2 separate regions of the Sus scrofa genome follow, and region 1 is linked to region 2. A link is a contact called in public Hi-C data. All regions are on one chromosome and are shown on one strand. Each heading gives the region's core, a stretch centred on a gene start, on an enhancer-like site or on the middle of the called end of the contact. The rest is flanking DNA. Distances are from core to core; before and after follow the strand shown. Region 1 holds the start of POLE4 (DNA polymerase epsilon subunit 4). Region 2 holds the start of GCFC2 (GC-rich sequence DNA-binding factor 2).

The links. A called contact is a pair of places that touch in the nucleus more often than the background predicts.
Region 1: a contact with region 2 is called in a Hi-C map of embryonic fibroblasts, with 2.8 times the contacts expected there. The contact joins the promoter of POLE4 here to the promoter of GCFC2 in region 2. A contact is called at or near these places in 1 of 5 promoter capture datasets (liver) and 1 of 47 Hi-C or Micro-C datasets (embryonic fibroblasts).

Annotation. Positions count from the first base shown.
Region 1 is chr3:68,115,986-68,120,761 of Sscrofa11.1, reverse strand. It overlaps POLE4 (DNA polymerase epsilon subunit 4), which reads left to right and starts at 3,454. Exons shown (of 5, transcript XM_021087319.1): 1 at 3,454-3,728; 2 at 4,329-4,413. The coding sequence starts at 3,510.
Region 2 is chr3:67,545,931-67,551,285 of Sscrofa11.1, reverse strand. GCFC2 (GC-rich sequence DNA-binding factor 2) reads right to left here and starts at 3,483. Exons shown (of 17, transcript XM_021087312.1): 1 at 3,149-3,483. The coding sequence starts at 3,425. It overlaps LOC106509776 (a long non-coding RNA gene), which reads left to right and starts at 3,545. Exons shown (of 3, transcript XR_001307629.2): 1 at 3,545-4,001; 2 at 4,934-4,994.

The DNA.
Region 1 (4,776 bases), core at 2,205-4,704, 570 kb before region 2:
AAGAAGAAATGCCAGAGTGATTTCTTTCTTTTTTTGCTTTTTAGAGTGATACCCGAGACACATGGAAGTTTCCAGGCTAGGGGCTGAATTGGAATATGCCACAACCACAGCAACGCCAATGCAGGATCCAAGCTGTGTCTGTGACCTACCCCATGGCTCATGGCAACGCTGGATCCCCGACCCACTGAGCAAGGTTAGGGATTGAACCCACATCCTCATGGATACTAGTCGGATTCGTTTCAGCTGTGCCACAATGGGAATGCCCCAGAGTGATTTCTTGAGAAGGCAAGAAGGGTTGGGAATCTAATGGGGACAAGTAGAGGGGATGGCCTTGGAGAGGAGCATCAATATTTCAGTCCTAGAGCAGGTAGGAAAACAGTCTGTGGGTGTAAGTACTGTCAGGTGTGTTGGCGTGGTGATGAGAGTTGGCAGAAGTTCCATTCTTGGTGCTTCTATTTTCTCTGAAATAGCAACTGAGTTCATCAGCAGTGAGAGATTTTGGAGAGACAGCAGTGAGTGATGTCTTGGAACAAACATCTTCATTCTCAGCTCAGGAATTGAAACTAGGCAGCCTGGGTGAAAACCAGGAATCCCAGCCACTAGACTAGCTAGAAGCTAAATGCAGAATTGCCCTGATTCTTGCCCCTGTTGAAAGCAAGAAGGTGGAGTTCCCACTGTGGCTCAGTGGTTCATGAACCCAACTAGCGTCCATAAGGATGCAGGTTCAATTCCTAGCCTTGCAGAGTGGGTTAAGGATCCTTTGTTGCCGTGAACTGTGGTGTAGGTCATAGACGTAGCTCGGATCTCACGTTGCTGAGACTGTGGTGAAGGCCAGCAGCCACAGCTCCGATTCGACCCCTAGCCTGGGGACCTTCATATACCATGGGTGTGGCCCTAAAAGGACAAAAAGACAAAACAAAACAAAACCAAAACGAAAAAGCAAGAATGGGAGTTCCCGTCGTGGCGCAGTGGTTAACGAATCCGACTAGGAACCATGAGGTTGCGGGTTCGATCCCTGCCCTTGCTCAGCGGGTTAACGATCCGGCGTTGCCGTGAGCTGTGGTGTAGGTTGCAGACGCGGCTCGGATCCTGCGTTGCTGTGGCTGTGGTGTAGGCTGGTGGCTATAGCTCCGATTCGACCCCTAGCCTGGGAACCTCCATATGCCGCAGGAGCGGCCCAAGAAATAGCAAAAAAAAAAAAAAAAAAAAAAAAAGAAAAAGAAAAAGCAAGAATGTTTCAAGGAGGCAAAGACTATAAAGACAGATATAAAGTTTATTGTAGAAACACAGTAGAATATGTGGGAGAGCACACAGAGAACGAGTTTATCTAAGATGGAAGCAAAATACATTAATACACACCCAAAAGAGGAGTGTGGGTGTCCCCCGGAATGAGGAGTGTGCCAGGGAGGCAATTTAAATCACTTATATAGGAAGTTCTTCTGGGTCTTTGTTTTCCTTTGGCCAATTATCTTGTTTTATTTCTCATACCTACTGGACCAGGGCCATCTCAGATATGCATGCATGTTTTTTTTTGTCAAGATGGTTTCCAGAGCAAAGGACTCTGGGATGGTATCAGGACTTATTATGGCCTGGCGCCCCTCCCCTTTTGACTCCTAGGAGGTTTACTGCATATGTGTAATTGGGGAGCTCTCCTTGACCCCCAGAGTGATTGAAGTGGTCATCTTATCTTTCTACTCCAGCAGAGCTCAGCTCTTGCCGTTAACTTTCCCCTTGAGGTGTCAAAAGAAGCAAGTCCCAATTTACGCAGCCCAACAAGTCCCTGCTCTTCTTAGCCCAGGGGGCCATCCACCTCCTATCTCAGACTGAAGATAAGGTGTGATGTGTTTGGGGAATACTGTAACTGAGCAGGACCCCGTGACGCCTTCCCAGAGTGGACCCCCACTCGTGCCCTCCACCTGCTTTTTTATCTACAGAGAAACTTTAGTCAAAGAATCAATTTAATCAGAGAAAGAAAATACAGAGAAAAAGGACAACAGTCAAGCAAGACAGAATAATAGTTTAGCCATTCAACAAAGTCAAAGACCTTTTAATGAATTGTCCTGCAAGGACTATAGATAATATTCTGAGCCATGTCCTTGGAGCTGTTTTGCAGGTGCTGAAGCCCCTACCAGGTGGAAGACTTCGACTGTATGCAGCCCACAAGAATATAGACCCCAGTCTGGTTGGAACCAGAAGGTTAATGACACTGACTCTTAATTATCTCACCACCCACTCATCAAGAAAATGCCCAGGAGCTGATCACGCCCTGCTCCTCAAACACTGTAAGACTCCTCACTACACCCTCCAAGGGAGTACAGGGGGGTCACAGTCCTTGAGTCACTAGCCTGCTGTGTTCCCTCTTTGACTGGCAATTAAAGCTACTTTCTCTGTTTCCTCCAACTCTACACCTTTCTGTTTGGCATTGTGTACAGAGGCAGCTGATATTTCCGGCAACAGTAAGGAGAAGGTGTCCAATAATCACCTTGGTGAGTAGGCAAGTAAGCAGAGCACGGTGACTGCTGGCTGCCTTGATTCTCACTTGAGACTAATGTCAAGACTCCTCTCCAATAAGAGCTTGGTGGGATGGGTGCTTTCTCATGTTCCTTCCGTCCTTGGGCTTTCCACACCAGCCCTGGGAGCCTATGTGTGATTCCTCTATTTTTTAGACTTCTCCTTACTCACTCATAGTCAATCCTGTTAGAGTAACTTTTTTTTTTTTTTTTTGTCTTTATGGGGCCGCACCTGTGGCATATGGAGGTTCCCAGGCTGGGGGTGGAATCAGAGCTATAGCCGCTGACCTACACCAGAGTCACAGCAACACCAGATCTGAGCCGTGTCTGCGACCCACACCACAGCTCATGGCAACGCTGGATCCTTAACTCACTGAGCAAGGCCAGGGATTGAACCTGTGTGTCCTCATGGGTGCTAGTCAGGTTTGTTTCTGCTGTGCCACGACGGGAACTCTTATAGTTTAACTTTTATGTTAAACTTTCTATTCAAATTACTTTCCCTGTTCAAACTCTGTGTAGTTTCCTTTTCCTAATTGGACTGTGATGCAGATGAGGTTTCGTCATGGGAAAGAGGGAAGAATTGTTGAAGCGATGCCCATCATTTACTTCTTTCCCCGCCTACATTTTTATTTCTCCTACTTTACTGTCTCCTCCAGGAGCATATACATTTGTCCAAGTTTCTCCTATATATTTCTATTACTGCTGTTTACTTTTACAATCAAGTTCTCAAAAGAGAGCTCAACTAGGTAGGACATCGCGTGAGATGCAAAGCAAACTGCAAAATCGGACCACCAGACCTCAGAAGCGCTGTGAGGGATAGAAAAGATTAAACGCCAGCCCTCCGCCTCTCTCACGGGATACTCCGCCACGCTGGCCGGTTGGGGGGGGGGCGGAGTCACGAGCCATCAGGGGGCGTGGCTGCCAGTGCGCGCGGGAAAGGGGCCGGCACCGCCTGCGCGCGCACAGTCGGCGGCCGCGCGCAGCACGCCCGGGGCCCGGATGGCGGCCGCGGTGGCGGCGGCAGCTGGAAGTGGGCCTGCCCGGGAAGAGGACAGCTCAGCTGGGGAGGCGGCGGCCCCGCAGCCCCAAGCCCCGACAAGTACGCCTGGGGCTCGTCTCTCGAGGCTACCTCTGGCGCGAGTGAAGGCCTTGGTGAAGGCGGACCCCGACGTGACGCTCGCGGGACAGGAAGCCATCTTCATCCTGGCACGAGCCGCGGTGCGGCGGGGAGCGCCTGGGTCACCTAGTGGGGCGGGGCGGGGCCTCGGGGGCCTTTCGGAAGGGCGGAGCTTAGCTGTATTTGGGGCCAAATTTGAGATGTGAGCGTGGGCAGTAAGAAGGCCATCTGGGGCAGGTTGTGCTGAGGCCCGAGAGGTTAGAGGGGTGCTGGGGCCGGATACTGAGTTGTGAGTATCGGGAGGGAAGACAGAGAAAGGGTCACATGCAGTACTTGTATTGGTTTCGTAGGACCTACCTCTTCCGCGACTTTGATTTGTGTCTCTAGTCTAACTTTATAACTTGTTTCAAGTAAGTGAGTGGGGTGAATCTTCAGAGTGAGGGAGGGACAGACGTGTCTGGACTACAGCAGGAGAGGGGAGGGGAATAGACTTTTATGAAGTCCAGGAGAAATTTCAGCTTCCCTGAGAACCTCCCCGTGCATCTGTGCCCTCTTCCACCCTTGGCCCCCACTCAAACAGGAACAAGCATTTGCACTAGAACTCGTGGATACAACTTTGCTTATTTTCTTTTTTCTTTTCTTTTAATTTTGGTTTGTTTATTACAATTTTTACTTTTTTCCCCTTCTGCTTTTCTTAATAGGAACTGTTTGTGGAGACCATTGCAAAGGATGCCTACTGCTGTGCTCAACAGGGAAAGAGGAAAACCCTTCAGAGGAGAGATTTGGGTAGACTGTCACTTTGGTGTCTTGCATCTGTGGGTACACAAGGGAGGGCTGGGCGAGACTCTCCTTACACTAGTTGAGAAGGCATCACTTTAAGATGAGGGACACCACAGGTCTCTTCCTATGATGTTTTCTGTTGAACTGTCACTGTGCCAGAAGATCGTGCCTCTCGAATGTCTGTTTTGGTTGGCTGGAGTGGTGTTGGGACAGAGAACCAAAAGGAGCCTGGATGTTGCCAAAGCTAACTAGACCCCTTTATTCCTTCTGCTATATTGTACCAGGCTTGTCGTTTTTTTTTTTTTTTTTTTTCCACCTAGAAAGGATAGGTTTGATTTCTGACTCTACTTTTTTCTACTCTAGAATGTG
Region 2 (5,355 bases), core at 2,234-4,733:
TAAAATCCTCCCTTAAAGAATGAAATGAAAAGAGGAAAGGGAACATAGGAGAAACAAAATGACAAGAAATGAAGGAATATTTAAGACAGTGAGGAAAGCAGTGGTAGCAAATAAGTAAAAAAAGAAAAGAACACTTCACATACACTACACTAGTATGTACTAGGCATACTGAAGTCTGTTTCACAAGGTATGTTTCATTTAATGCAATTCTATAAAGTAAATGCTATTACTGATGAGGACACTAAGGAATGGAGAGGCTAAATAACAAAGTGTCACAAAGTTATTAAATGCAGAAGCAGGGCTTTCAATCTAATTTCATCCAACTCTGGAATTTAGGCTCTCATAAATATTATGACACATATCAAGGGCTGGTGGTTAAGGAGTACTATAACGAGCACTGTGGTCTCAAACCAAATCATAAATCTATTTCCACTGTACGATTCTGGAAAGGACACAGTCAATTAATCTATTAAAGGTAATATTCAATGATAACTCTCACAGAGGTATTCAAGAACTGAATGAACAAAATGTAAAGGAATTCATGGTATTATTGACAAAGAAAGGACTTGTTAATTCACAATTATTTTGTCATATTTGTGAATAACCTTAAAACTCAAGATTACATAAATAGTACTCTTTACCTTAAAAACATCCCTTAATTAGATGTTTATATCCCTTATACATTTCAAAAAAGTCTAGAGTTAAGAAACCAAACTTAAAAGACAGAGGAAAATAGCTACAGTTTACATCTTTCTTAGCTACTGCTATTTATGACAACTCCTATATCTTCCTAAAGTGAAGAAAAGTTACACCAAAGCAATGGTTCTTAAGAGTATAGTCCATCAACCCTTAGAGGTCTCTCGAACACTTTTAGACAGCTATAAGCCAAAACTGCTTCCATCACACTATTAACATGTTACACACACTTTACCATTGATATTTACAAAATGAAGTAAAAACAGGGGTTGGTAAAACTGCTGATATTTCAGTCTGAGTCATAACAGGGATATGACCACAGAAGCAGTAGTAGCTTCTTTGCTAACATGCAGTGGCAATAAAAACATCCAGTTTCACTCACGTTTCTTAATGAAGCAATGCAAAATTTTATTAAATCTTGATCCTGAGGACGTATCTTTTTAATATTCTGTAAATCAAAATGGAAGCATGCATAAAGTACTTCTGGGGCATACTCAAATGCAATGGTTGCCTCAAGAAAAAGCACTGTGTGATGAGATGCAAGTTGAACTTTGCCACTGCATTTGAGCAGGAATACCATTTGCCTTCAGAGAATGACAAACTATTTATTCAGACATGGATATCTGACAAACATTCTCAAAATGAGCAAAATATCACTTCAAGAATTATTGATTTCAAATGAAGGCTGGAATTTTGAGAAAACTTATATCCTCTTGAGAACTTGATAGCTTTCCAATACTAAAAGACTGATGATATAGTAGTAGCATTGAGGGTTTTTTTGGATAGCGTGTAATTAGATATACCAACACCTGCAAAAACTGCAACTCAGTGAACCAACACTTCTCAAAGAATCAATGCATGATGTTACTACTCATACCTGGGTAAAAGATTCTTTTAAAGTACAAAACACACCAAAAGATTTTAATCTAATGGAGTACAAAAAAAAAAAAAAGAAGATAGAGTTTTAGCTTCCATGTTGCAAACTAACCTTTGAGAATGTATCACGTGTTGAGAGCTGCATTGTCACATTAAAGCACAATAACCTCCATAAACCAAAAAGGCTATTGAGGACTGGTAACCATCTATCTGTGCTTTTCTTCAAAATCAAAAACAAAATATATTTAAACAGGTTGAATACAGAAATAGTTTTGAGAATTCAGCTGTCTCCCATTATGCTAGATGTTAAAGAGATTCAAACTCAAAACGACGTCACTCTGGAGTTCCCTGGTGGTATAGCAGGTTAAGGACCCAATGTGAGCACTGTTGTGGATCAGAACGCTGCTGTGGCATAGATTTTGATTCCTGGCTCTAGTTTTTCCACATCCAGCGGGATTGGCCAAAAAAACCTCAAAAGCCATAAAAACAAAAAACAAAAACAGAACAAAATAAAAAACCCCAAGTCAAAACAATGATACTCTTACTCTTTTTTGGCAAATAGTTATTTTTCATAAAAAAAGTTTCTTTCCTTACATGTAATGAATTAATTTTAAAAGAGTAAAAATTTAATCTTAATTTCTAATACGGCAAATATTACAGAATAATCTACAGAACCAAAAGCTCTTTGGGATCGTTAATAATTTTTAAAAGTATGAAGGTTTACCCTTTATACTCAAGACCAAAAAGCTTGAGTACCACTGTTTTACAAAGCAAGTGAAACAGCAAGTGCTGGCCTCAATTCTCCCTGATAGTTTAACCAGATGACTTAACATACAAAAGCATTTAAAAAAAATCACACTTCATATAAACAAGTGATTATAACACTGACTAAGAAATCACCGAAGAGTGGTGAGAATTTTTTTCCTCGACTAACCATTCTTATTAAACTCCATTTCAAAAAAGAACACACCTTATGTAAACAACTTGATGCTACCTGAATCCTATTTTTAGGAACACAAAGGTATCTCAAAATTTACATTGTATTTAACATCATTATTGGCAGTCTACAGTGTCATTTACCTACTGTTAGTGACATAATCTTTTCTTTAAATAATGGTTTAAATTAAAAAAAGTAAAATGTCCCAAAGCCTGTCACCTAAATTTTTCCAGCGTACCATTCCATCCAGTTAGATGTTTTCTAGAAAAACAATTAGGGACGTTTCCAGAAAGTATTACCACTTACTTAGAAATATCAGAAAATTTTTTAACTCTTCTGGGGCGATTTAGGTTCCTCATAAGCATCAGGTGCAGCACTAAAGCTATAATTGGTGAAGGTTCATTTGATGTTGCAAAACAGAGGAGCCCAAACTTAACAGGATTCATTCTACTGCCCCTGGGAGCCCAGTGTGGAGATGCCAGCAGCGGGCGGGTGTTCGCAAGCAGGCTGTCATGCTTACTATTCCTGCGATGCAGCCCACATCCTGGTAAGCACCGGGTTAGATCCGAAACCACCCTAACTCCTCGGGGTCTTCCTCCCGCCCCCGCCCCGGGCACCCACGCCGCCGCCCTGTGTCACCTGGGGCATCCGATCCTGGGTCCAAGCGCGGAGCCGCTTTCGCCGCGCGCCGGGAACTCGCCCAGACCCGGCCCCGGCCCCGGCCCCCGCCCCGGGCCCGGCGGAGCCGTTCTGCCACTTCCGCGCAGCCTCCTTCGGACAGCATTCCTTCCTCCGCAGGGCCCGGGGCTACTTGCTCTCCGGGCACCCCTGGTTCGGCAGTTGGTTCCTGGCCGCTGTCGCTGTCGCTAGAGTCAGTTCGGCGCTGCCGAAAAGTCCTCTGCGGTCTGTGAGCCATGACCGAACCCAGACACACCAGGTCTACGGCTTCCGCGCAGGCGCACGCTCCCGCCTCCCGCCTCGCCGCCCCGTAAGCGCGCGGGAGCCAAGCGGCTTCGACGCCGGCTTCGCCATGCGCATGCGTAGTTTTCTTTTTTCGTTCTGTACGACCCAACTCGTCTCCCGGGGTTTCTAGGGATGTGCGGCGTTCTCTTTGCAAGGTCAGTTTATGCAGGTGCTCGCGAAGAGATTACCGCAGGTTCCTCAAGCTAACTGCTATGGAGAGCAGCACTCACAGGCTCTCTTTGTGCAAACCCTGTCTGGGACTCAGGCGTTGTGCCCACATCCTGGACTGGATCCACTCTTCGACTTTCTGGAGAAAGTGAAGTTCTCTTTCTAAACAAGAATTAAAACAAATAAGCCTACACTGTGTAAGAGATTGTCTCTGGAAGCTAAACAGTAACATCTACACAGAAATGATACTGCACAAGTAAGCAACAATCAAGAAGAAAAGCACAGAGATAAAAAGGATGGCCTCTTAGAATTACAGATAGAAACAAGTAAAGAGCAACCAGAGAGCAAGAAGCCTTTCCAGGTACCCATAATCATCACTATCTTATATTATTTGCCCTTTCTCATGAATATTAGGATTTCCCCCCCCCCAGAGAGCATGAATAACGCCATATATCTTATCTATCCCCACTATACTTATTTACAATACTAACTTATTGATTAGCTGGTTATTAGGAGACTTTGCATTATTCACCTTTTTAAAATAACTTAAATTTTCAGAGGTTAGTAACTGAAGAAAATTGGCATATGAAATATTCTCCAACTTTTGGAAACCAATGTATTACTTAAGCCGTTTTGTTTTTTTTTTTTTCTTCCCATTAGTGAAATGTTTTAGTCAGCGTTATTAGGCATTGGTTAGTGGGTTCTGAGCGCCCTCTAGTGATAAATGTGCTACTTACAAAAGGATTATGTCAATCTTTTGGAAAATGCCTCCTTTCTCATAGAGCTATTTTTTCTTTCTGTCTTGTTATAAGTAATGGATATATTGCCATGTTAAGCCAAATTATGTCAAAATTTATCAGATAAAAATTTTGATAAGTCTTATTTGTAAGTAAAGTATCACACTGTTCTTTGGCAATTAAAAACAGTTTTGTGGAAATGCATCTATAAAAGTATGGACCTTTGTGCTTTCATTTTTTCAGCATCATTTTTTTTTCTTGCATTTACTATGATGAGATCCTTGGCCTGGGACCAGAGGGTCGCAATATGCATGGAGGTCCTGGTCCTGATGATCAGTTAGTACATCCAAGTTAGCCCTACAGATTGGAAATTACTTAAAAAATATATACTCAAAATATTTAACATCAGATCTACCCTCTTAACAAAATTTTAAGTGTACAGTACAGTATTGTGAATTATAAGCACATTGTTGTAAAGCACATCTCTAGAACTTTGTCATTTTAACTGAAATGTTTTACCTGTTGTAATTTAACTCTTTGTTCCTTCTCCTCCTAGACCCTGGCAACCACCATTCTCCTTTCTGCTTCTATGAGTTTGGCCCTTTCAGATACCTCATGTAAGTAGAACCATGCAATATTTATCCTTCTGTGACTTAAAGTAATATCTTCAAAGTCCATCCATTTTGTAGCATATTGCAGGGGTTCCTTCTTTTTAAAGGCTGAATAATATTCTATTGTCTGTATATACCACGTTTTCTTTATCTATTCATTGGACAATGGATATTTAGGTGGCTTCTACATCTTGGCTATTGTGAATTAGTGCTGCAGTGAATGTGGGAGTGCAAATGTCTTCAAGATCTTGATTTCAATTCTTCTGGGTAAATACCCAGAAGTGGGATTGCTGGATCACATGGTAGTTTTATTTTTAAATTCTGAAGGACTTTCCGTATTGTTTTCCATAGCAACTGCAGCATTTCA